Linked DNA regions of Ovis aries: region 2 is linked to region 1. A link is a contact called in public Hi-C data. All regions are on one chromosome and are shown on one strand. The core of a region is the stretch at or near the end of the contact, and the rest is flanking DNA. Distances in the headings are between cores, read along the strand shown. Region 1 overlaps KIF6 (kinesin family member 6). Region 2 overlaps DAAM2 (dishevelled associated activator of morphogenesis 2).

Region 1 (4,938 bases), core at 1,104-3,603:
AATGGGAAATGTTGCATTTGGGATCCAAAGGACAGTCGCAGTGAAACAGAATGCATTTTGACAACCACTCATAAAAATAGGAACGTGTGTCAACCGACTGCAAAATTAACAGAAGACAGTGACGAGCTGCCATGACCATGACAAGGTCCACACTGCTGAAACACAAAAGCAGTGCTGGGTGTTGCCTGGTATTAAGCATTTAGCGCTTTAGAACCGGAGAAACTGGGTTCAAATCCCAGCTCTACCACTTGTTAGCTGAGTGACTTAGAGTTAGTTACTGATCTCCCTGAGCCTCAGACTCTTAACTTAAATGAGCTGGTAATGCCTCTCCTGCTGGGTTATTTTGAGAATTAGCAATCAGGTGAATAGAGCATCTAGCCCGGTGCCTAGTAGGACTTGGTAGGATCTGGAATATAGGAGACACTCAGTAATGGTCATTGCTTGTAATTCACCTCCCATAGAGATATTGAACATGAATTTTTCAAAGCTAGGAAAACTGTCCTCTACCCTGCCTCTCCTGGACCTGTCTGGAATATGATGTCCAGATGCAGACTCCATACTTACGATCAGTTAGAAGGTCACCATGTCACTGAGCCCTAAGATGAGGGACTTGGGCAGAGTCAGCCTGAGAATAAAGCTCCAGACAGATGTGACAGTTTGTTGTGGTGGTTGCTGTTAAAATATTTAAAGAATCTTCAGATTAAGGAGGACGTACTGTGATGCTCCAAAGGTCCAAAGTTGAGGTGAAAAGAAGTTAGTGCGGCAGGTCTCAGCTCCAATTAAGAGGAAACAGAAAGAAAGAAAAAAAAAGAGGAAACAGAGCTGCCCTCAATGAATTGTGTTCTCATGCAAAGCAGTGAGCCCAGTGCCTGGCAATACTGTGGCAGAAAGCAGTTGACCATCCTCAAAAACGTCATCGAAGCAATTTCTGATTCCAAAGCCTTTGCAACTAAACAAACCTGGATTTAGATCCAAGCTGCTCTGGTTAGCTGTGTGGCCTTGGGCAGGTTGACCTCTTTGAACCTCCATGCCCTTATCTGTAAAATGGGAGCAATTGTCTGATCCTGTCCATTAAGTACCTGGCCCATGGTAGAGTGTCCCCTCCAAGGAGCAGAAAGTAGGGCTGTGTGACTTCTAAGATGCCTTCTGAGTGAGACATGCCGTACAACCACCAAAAGCCTCCTGGGAGGATAGACAGATCCCAACAACCAGGCTATGGAAAGACAGGCTCCAGACAAGCCTGTAGCACCCAGAGTGGGCAACCTGGCAACCAGCAGCAGCGGCTGGCATGTCTGGGTAGCAGCCCTCACCTAGGACTTGCACAGGTCCTGTCACACTGCCCGCAGGACAGGGCATCTGAGCATGGGTCTCAGCCTCAAGTGCGTGTTGGGTTAATCAGGCTCAGAAGCAGTGTTTTAGGGGGAAGTCAAAAGTGGGGCACATGGTTTAAGGCTGGAGGATTCGGCACCTTAGGTGGTGCAAAGTGAGACGTGAGCCATTTTAGTGATGCCTTCATTGTTTACAAAGGGCTCTGTATCAAAAGAGGGGGGAATGCTCTTTTGCGTCTTCACTGATGACCCAAGAAGGAATGAGGGAAGCCCATGGGGAAAGGACTGATGGTGACATAAGGAAGAACTGCCTTCCAGTGACAGGCTTTGGACTGTGGATTTATGTCCAAAGCATGATCACGGAAGCCTCCTTGGGGGCCTTTCGGCCGAGCAGAGGCTGCCACCCAGAGGAGGCGGGTGAAGCAAGCTCCCATCCAGAGACCCTACGGGGACTCACAGGGTCTCCTCTCACCTTGGGAGGCACGATGACTCTATCATCTGCTCTAAACATCACACTTACCCTTTCTTCCTCTCTGGAGTGAGCTATCAGCATCTCCCTTCTCCAGGTATCTCAGAAAACACCCCCCTGCCCTCGATGCCAGACCAGCTGGAAGAGAAGCTGCGATCACAGCTGGAGGAAGAGAAAAGAAGGTGCCCTTTCCTTTCGCCGCACACACCTTGATCCCTGCCCCCCACCCCCACCACCACCCCTACCCCTAGAGGACCCTCAGGACCACCTGGAGCTGTGGGGCAGGGCAGGGGGCCACCACCCCCTACCCCGCCGACCCAGCCCTGCAGCCCCTCTGAGAAGTGGGTCTTAAATTAGCTGGAGGAGGCGCCACCTTTCCGCAGGCAGTCGTGAGGTGCAGGAAGCCAGCCGTGGCAGGGTGAGGCTGGAGTGGGGAATAGAAGACCCAGCCAGGCTCCAGAGCCAGGATCCCTGACTCGGGCAGGGAGAGCTGGTCGCCATCTGCGCCATGCAGCCTCTGCAGCCTGGGGCCCGGGCTGCAGCCCCGGAAGTAGCTAGTCTTGTCTGCTGCTGCCCTCTAGGGGAGCCCGGGAGTATGACCGTAGAGGGCCTCAGCCTCGCTCCTCTCCTGAGCCTCGGTACCTGCAGGGTGACGGAGAACATCAGACCCTCCTGCAGCCACTGAGGGCCCCAGAATGATTTAACCTGCAGAGCGGGGAGCCTCAAGCATAAACAGTCCTGTGGTCCTTACTGATCAAGCATCTCGGTTCATTTCTTCATTTAGGCATTCAGCAGAGAGGTTGGCTATCTTCTCTGCCCTGGAGAGATTTGCTTGCGGGAAACCAAACAAGAAACTTTTCTTGCTCACAGAGGGCAATGATGTCATTGCTACCCAAGCCACCTACCCCTGAGCTGGCTAGGCATGTACCCCAAGTGGACCCTCTCACCCTACCCTTATCCCCGGATGACCTGGGTTCAAACCCTGGCCCCTGTGTTTATTAGCTCTGTGCTAAGGGCCAAGTTCCTTAACCTCTCCATGTTTCAGGTTCCAGACCCGTGAAGGGGAGATGGTTATAATAGCACCTTCATCCTAGCGTGGTGAAGAGGATTGAATGAGTCTGTAGACAGCAAGTGGCTATGGCAACGCCTGCCCCTCAGTGCCCAGTAATGATAGCCAGCCTTCTAGGGGAGCCCATGGCCCTCTGGACAGAAATGCCCGGCTCTGGGCTCACACACCAGCACAGTGTGCTGGCCTCAGGCACCACGGCCATTCTGCCGGGCTTCTGAGGCTCGCCCTGGTCTCGAACCCTCCCTCCCTCCCCCTTCTCTGATTCCACTGTAGATATAAAACGATGTTCGCGCGCCTGAAGGCCCTGAAGGTGGAGATAGAGCATTTGCAGCTGCTCATGGACAAAGCGAAGGTGAAGCTGCAGAAAGAGTTTGAAGCCTGGTGGGCCAAGGAGGCAACCAGCCTGCAGGTACTGGCCGCTGTGCCCCCTCACTGCCCCAGAGTCCGCCCTCCTCTTGCAGCCTGGGGACTGGCAGGCAGCCAGGGAGGGGCTGAACATGCAGCCCTCCCCTGGGGGGTGGCGTGCAGAGGGAAAAGAATGAGGGGCCTTGACCCACACCAAACGCACTCTCAGCCCCTGCCTCCTGAAGTGAGTGCTCAGTAGTAACAAGGGACGTGAGTGGTCCGGGTCTCACTGACCCAGGGAAGGGTGGGGGTGGGGGTGGGGGTGTGCACAGCTCCCCAAAAGCTGGGGGATTTGCCACCGTCGCTTCCTGTGATGGAGTGACAACACTTGATTGTTCCTTATTACAGTTATAATATATATATTTTATATATGTTATAGACACAGACGCAAGGTAAAATTACCATAATCCCACCACTTAAGGATAATCGATATAACATGTTGGCTTATATTATTTTATATTTTTATGCATATACATCCACATGCTTTTATAAAGATAGAATCATATTAGTCTTTTTTTAAGAAAGAAATCTTCCTTCTTTTTAAATATGAATGTATTTATTTGGCTGTGCCGGGTCTTAATTGCAACCCGAGGGGTCTTGGCTGCTGCACACGGACTCTCTAGTTGTGCTGCACAGGTTCAGTAGCTATAGCGCATGGGTTTAGTTTCTCCACGGCACATGGGATCTTAGTTCCCTGGCCAGGGATTGAACCCGTGTACCCTGCACTGCAAGGCGAATTCTTAACCACTGGACCACCAGGGAAATGCCCATATTAGTCTCGGAGTATTACAGATGCCTTTGTTTCTACCTACTTGTCCAGCCTGCCACCTCTTCCATGTTATTATTCCATGACATCATTCCAAGGCCCTCGCTGTTCAAGCATATGGATCTGTTTTAATATATTTAATCTCCTGTTGTTTAATGTTTAGGTTGTTTGGGGACTGGTTCCCTGGAAACGTATTTGAAGAAACGTTTTTGCATATTTCCTAGACAAATTCCTAGAAGTACTCTATGATATCATAAAGGCTAGAATAACCTGTTAAGAAATGTTAGTACAAACCCCCAGTTCCAACCGCCCCCATGTGACCTCCCCTCAGGTGTGTGGAACAAAGGAGATGACAGACACATAATCCTACCTCTCGTGGGGCTGGTAGAACCCTTCAAGGTCATCTCACAGGCTGCTCACTTCATTTTAAGGATGAGGAAGCTGAGAGGCGCGGAAGATATTTTCCCAAAGACACAACCAAGCCATAACCCGTATGTTACTGCCACCTGTGACCAGACAGTGCAGAAGCCTATTTGGATAAAATTAAATACACAAAATGACAAATAAAACCAATGAGATGGAAGTACAGTTATTGCAATATTTTAACAGCAAAGTTATGGTATAACAGTATGTATAGTGTTTTACAAATGCACAAATTAGTAAGATCTGGGGGAGTGTTCCATACTTACCAAAATTTCAAAGTAGAACACAGATATTTCAAGAGTTCTGCACCAACTGTAATGTGATCTGAAAATAACCGTAATCTCTGCTGGTTACAGAGTCACTTGTACCACCCATACTACTGTGGTTTGTTGTCGACATTTAATCACTGAAAGAAATGTTAAATTTCAGGTGGAAGTTAGGAAGGATAAAGATATCCCTGGTTCCCGGTCACACTCAC
Region 2 (4,938 bases), core at 1,393-3,892, 600 kb before region 1:
AAAGACACTTACTCCTTGGAAGGAAAGTTATGACCAACCTAGATAGCATATTCAAAAGCAGAGACATTACGCTGCCAACAAAGGTCCGTCTAGTCAAGGCTATGGTTTTTCCAATGGTCACGTATGGATGTGAGAGTTGGACTGTGAAGAAGGCTGAGAGCTGAAGAATTGATGCGTTTGAACTGTGGTGTTGGAGAAGACTCTTGAGAGTCCCTTGGACTGCAAGGAGATCCAACCAGTACATTCTGAAGGAGATCAGCCCTGGGTGTTCTTTGGAAGGAATGATGCTAAAGCTGAAACTCCAGTACTTTGGCTACCTCATGCGAAGAGTTGACTCATTGGAAAAGACTCTGATGCTGGGAGGGATTGGGGGCAGGAGGAGAAGGGGACGACAGAGGATGAGATGGCTGGATGGCATCAGTGACTCAATGGATTGAGTCTGAGTGAACTCCGGGAGTTGGTGATGGACAGGGAGGCCTGGTGTGCTGCGATTTCATGGGGTCGCAAAGAGTTGGACACGACTGAGCAACTGAACTGAACTGAATTCATTTTTTATTCATTGATGAAAGTGAAAAGTGAAGGTGTTAGTTGCTCAGTTGTGTTTGACTCTTTGTTGACCCCATGGACTGTAGCCCACCAGGCTCCTCTGTCCATGGGATTTCCCAGGCAAGAATGCTGGAGTGGGTTGCATTCCCTTCTGCAGGGGATCTTCCTGACCCAGGGATTGAACCCAGGACTCCTGCATTGCCAGCAGATTCTTTACCATCTGAGCCTCCAGGAAAGCCCATTCATTGTTGAGCACTATTCTACTGTGGGAATATATCTCAATCTGTTCACTTTCCTATTGATGGACAGTTGGGGTGTTAACAGTTTGAGGGTTTTATAAATAGTTATGAATATTCCTATAGTCAGTATTTGTACCCAGTGGGATTGCTGGGAAATGGAATAGGTGTGTGTACTGCTAAACTGTTTTCCAGAATCGTTTCACCAAATGAGAGTTCCAGTTGCTTCGCATCCTTGCCAACAGCTCGCATTGTTGGCCTCTTCGGTTTTAGCTGTTTAAGCGGGTGGCTGGTTCGCCCTCACTGTGACTTTTTGTGTTTCTCTGATGGCTAATAGTACTGAACATCTTTTACCGTATTTCTCTGATGAGTGATGGTATTGAGCCATTTGGAGATTCTCTTTTATAAAGCACCTATTTGAATCTTTTGCTCATTTTTAGGTTGTCTGTCATTTTTCTCACTGATTTGTAAAGTCCTCTGCTCTGAATATGAGCTCTTTGTGCAAAGGTCTAAAGCTTGTCTTGCCTTTTCACTCTGGTAACAGTGCCTTTTGATCAACAGGGTTCTTAATTTCAAAGTCCAGCGAATGGTGGCTTTGCTTGGTAGTTTCTGGGTTTCTCTTGAAGGACATAGCAGACCCATGAGGAAGAGATGCGAATCCGTGTCTCCGGTGTCTCCTACGTTGCAGGCGGGCTCGTCACCTGCTGAGCCATCAGGGAAGCCCTCAGCAGCACGTGGCTGCGGCCACTGTCTTTGCCCTGAGACTCATGGGGGAATCACTCCTCATGTTTCCTTTCTAGGGGCCTCAAGCCCCTGAAAAGATGTAGTCTGTTCTGGTCTCCTCTCAGAGAGGTTGATCCAGGGAAGTTTCTATGAGCCTCTCCCTTGCTCCTCCAGCCTGACTTCTCCTTGACCTAAGAGTCTCAGCCTCCCTGGGGACTGTCGGGAAGGGATACGGCTGCCTCCTAGTTTCAGGGGCCTCACCTGCTCCAGCATGTCCTTAGCGAGGTCCTCCTGTTCGTCCATCTTCAAGATAGCTTGCCGGATCTCCTCATTGGACAGCTTCAACCTATGGCAAAACCCCACCCTGAGCAGCCTGGCCTGGCCCCTCTGCCCAGGACAGACCCCTGGCCTCCTCCTTCCAAAGCCAGAGCCGGGGCCTTCTCTCTCTCCTTTACCTTTGATAGCACTCCCTGCTCGGTAAAACCTTTGACACTAAACTCACCCGGTTCCCTCTATAACTTGAGCCTGAGATATTTTAGTCCCTAAACAGAGACGTGAGTACTCTGGTCTCTTGCTTGAGTCTCCATCCTCACTGATGGGGACGTTTGGGAGGAAGAGGGCCATCTTCAGTGTAGACTGAGACAGGGCAAAAAGTTCCGATCCTCCTTCTCATGCCCAAAATACCCGCAGCATCTCCATGGGAGGATGGGAATATGGGCAGACCATTAGGGCAGGCTCCTGCTTCCTTCAAGACAGAACAGCTGCCCCTTGGCTCCCACACAGCCGTTCCAACACTGGGAGAGGGAGACGCAATCCCCTGCACGCACTGCACGTGCACACACAGACACAGAGACACACATGTCCACACAGCCCCTCCGGATGCACACCCATCGGGAGCGGGCAAGCAGAAGTCTCCCTTGCCATCGATGGGGAGACACTGAGCCCTGGGGCCCTGTGGGAGGAAAGTGGGGATGCGTGTCCTAGGGCAGCACTAAAAATAGTAAGAGAGGCGGTGCCCTCTGACCCCAGCTCAGGCGGGAGGCCCCCGCACAGAAGCTAGGCTGTTAGCCCAGATACTGCCCTGTTTGTTCTGCAGCCGCGGGAAATGCTTGGGGGCTGACATCATGCTGCTCTGTGGCCTAAGCCAAGCGGGGCCCTCCGCAGGCTTAGAGCGATGCCACTGCCAGACGCCGACCAGGCAGGTCAGGGGCCTCATGCCTGGGGCAGTTTCCTGTCTGCAGAGTCTGCACCGCTGCTCCGCGGGGGCTCCCGGGAGAGGATGCTTGGATCAGGGGCGCCCTGCCATTCCCAGGGGATAGCTGGAGCTGGGGGGAGCCCAGAGGTCACCACCACCCCATCCGTCTGCCAGTCCCTCTCTCCCCAGGCACTCAGCTCCCTCATCTTCTTCTCTAGCCCCAGCCCAGGCCTCCACTCTCTGGGGGCGCATCCTTCCCACCCACAACCTTCCCTGGGGCAGGGCCACAGAGGCAGGGCGGGCACCTACTTGGAGAGAAGGATGACGCAGTTCTGTGCCCTCCGGCCATCAATAACAGACAGCTCTTTGACCTTGCGTGAGGCCAGGTGGATGTCCTCAGTGGAACCCAGCTCTTTCTGCAACCGACAAGCCAAGTGGCAAGGGTGAGGTGTGTGTTTCCCCCAGTCTTCTTCCTGCCCACCCCCAACCCCAGCCCATGAGCCACCCCAGTGCCAACCAGGGAATGCTCCTGGTGTGAGTGGAAGAAACAAAAGGAGAGAACAAGACTGGGGAGACAGGAGGGTGGTTAATAGCTGAGTAATTCGAGGCTCTGGGACTTTAGCCTGGGCTAGAAGGGGTTGGGGGCAATGAGAAGCCCCCTATTCAGACATTGCTTTCTCTGGGCAGGCTAGAGGGGGAGTTATTGATCCCTATAGCTGTGGGCAGTGGGATTTGACCCATGCCAGATCCCAGACAATCAACCCCCACTCCCCTCACCCTGCTCAGAGAGCCTCCTCTCGCCGATCTTATGGTGAGAAGCTGGCTCCAAGTCCCCAGAGGGCCATGGTTCCTGGACCCCTGAGGACTCTGGGTGCTTCCCAAGGTGCCCAGGGTGGAGAGTATCCACTAGTTCAGAGGGGAGGAAACTGAGGCACAATTCCTTGCAAAGTTCTCTCCTCTGGGATTCTAGCAGGCAATTCCCAAGAAATCAAAGACCGTCCTCTTGCCTTCTCTTGGGCCCTGATGAGGTACACAGGAGGCTCGCTCCTCCTCTGGGAGGTCCTTCCATGCACATGCTCCAGGGGCTGCCTCTCACATCACTGCCTGTGTGGACTGTGCCCCTGGAATTGTGCACTGCCCAACCGGTGCAGTCTTATAGGACGGCCTTGCCTTGGGCCTTGTGGGTAAGACAACGGACCCAGAAGCTTCCTCCTCACTTCTGCAGACGTTTACCTCCCTTATGGTGGGGGTCTGTTTGCATTAGCTCCTTTCCCTACATTTCCACTTTTTCTTTGGGGACCCAACCTGATGCCACCCTGTTAAGATGAGTAATAAGGCAGAAGGTAGAATTGACAAGCCCCCTCTTTTGAGCCCAGTATAGGGCAGCAGAGCCCAGGACAGTGGTTAAGAGTTATAGTGTCCAGAGCCCCAAGAGTGACTCACCTGCTGGGAAGGATTAGTTATCAGCTCCTAGGCAGGTAGCAGCCACAGCCAATAGAGAATCAAACATGCACAACATTAGCCAAGAGGTTTGGGGACCCAAGAGTAGTAGGAAAGGAATGGGGACCCCTTAGCATCTACTCTGTCTGCCCCACCCCAAGGGAGACCCCCCCAATGGTTGGAGATGGAGACTGCAGGTAGCACCAAACACGAGCTGCTTCCAGCAGACATGCACTCACAAAGAAGCCAGACCAAGCGGAGGACAGGCAGCCTCATCTGTGTGCCCCGCGCCCAGGGAGACCACCACTTCCTGGTCGGATGGGCCCCCCAAGCTGCCCACCCCAGGCTTTGACTGCACTTCTTCCCTCTCCTACATAGAGCATCCCGGTACCCCTGCATGACTTCATTCTTCCAAAACAGGGGAGGGGAGACAACCACAACTGAACTTGAGCTCAAAGCACGTGCATGTCGCATTCATTGAGACAGAGGAAAGCAGACATCCCTGAACTTTGTCCCTTGCCCTCTGCCCCCTGTCTGTCCTTTGATTTCCAAGGAAGCAGAGGGGGCAGAGCTCACACCTGGTTCTCCCTTCCTGACCCAGGTGGGGTTGAAGTCACCAACTCAGGACTGGCAGAGGGCACAGGACGGTCCCTGTCCCATGCGCCCAGGACCCCAAGACAGAAAGAGGAGGCCAAAGAGGCAATGCAGCCTCTGGGATCTCTCCAGCTCTGCAGCTGTGAATTCAACCCCCAGAGTCCGGGCAACCCGCAGAGTGACAGTCCTCTGCGTGAGCCCAGC

Evidence for each region. A called contact is a pair of places that touch in the nucleus more often than the background predicts.
Region 2: a Hi-C map of tail adipose tissue shows a contact between it and region 1, with 6 times the contacts expected there. The contact joins two enhancer-like sites. A contact is called at or near these places in 7 of 16 Hi-C or Micro-C datasets (hypothalamus, liver, mixed tissues and 2 more).

What each region holds. Positions count from the first base shown.
Region 1 is chr20:13,223,931-13,228,868 of ARS-UI_Ramb_v3.0, reverse strand. KIF6 (kinesin family member 6) reads left to right here. Exons shown (of 21, transcript XM_060403167.1): 16 at 1,895-1,979; 17 at 3,140-3,275. Among named protein-coding and RNA genes, the nearest start is that of KCNK16, 31 kb to the right of the region's middle. Within about 2 kb of position 2,353, at least 3 of the 54 cell types and tissues checked have an H3K27ac peak or open chromatin away from gene starts, as enhancers often do. A contact at or near this core is called in hypothalamus, where this site is marked.
Region 2 is chr20:13,825,580-13,830,517 of ARS-UI_Ramb_v3.0, reverse strand. It overlaps DAAM2 (dishevelled associated activator of morphogenesis 2), which reads right to left. Exons shown (of 25, transcript XM_060403169.1): 16 at 3,010-3,116; 17 at 1,767-1,851. Among named protein-coding and RNA genes, the nearest start is that of MOCS1, 50 kb to the left of the region's middle. Within about 2 kb of position 2,642, at least 15 of the 54 cell types and tissues checked have an H3K27ac peak or open chromatin away from gene starts, as enhancers often do. A contact at or near this core is called in hypothalamus, where this site is marked.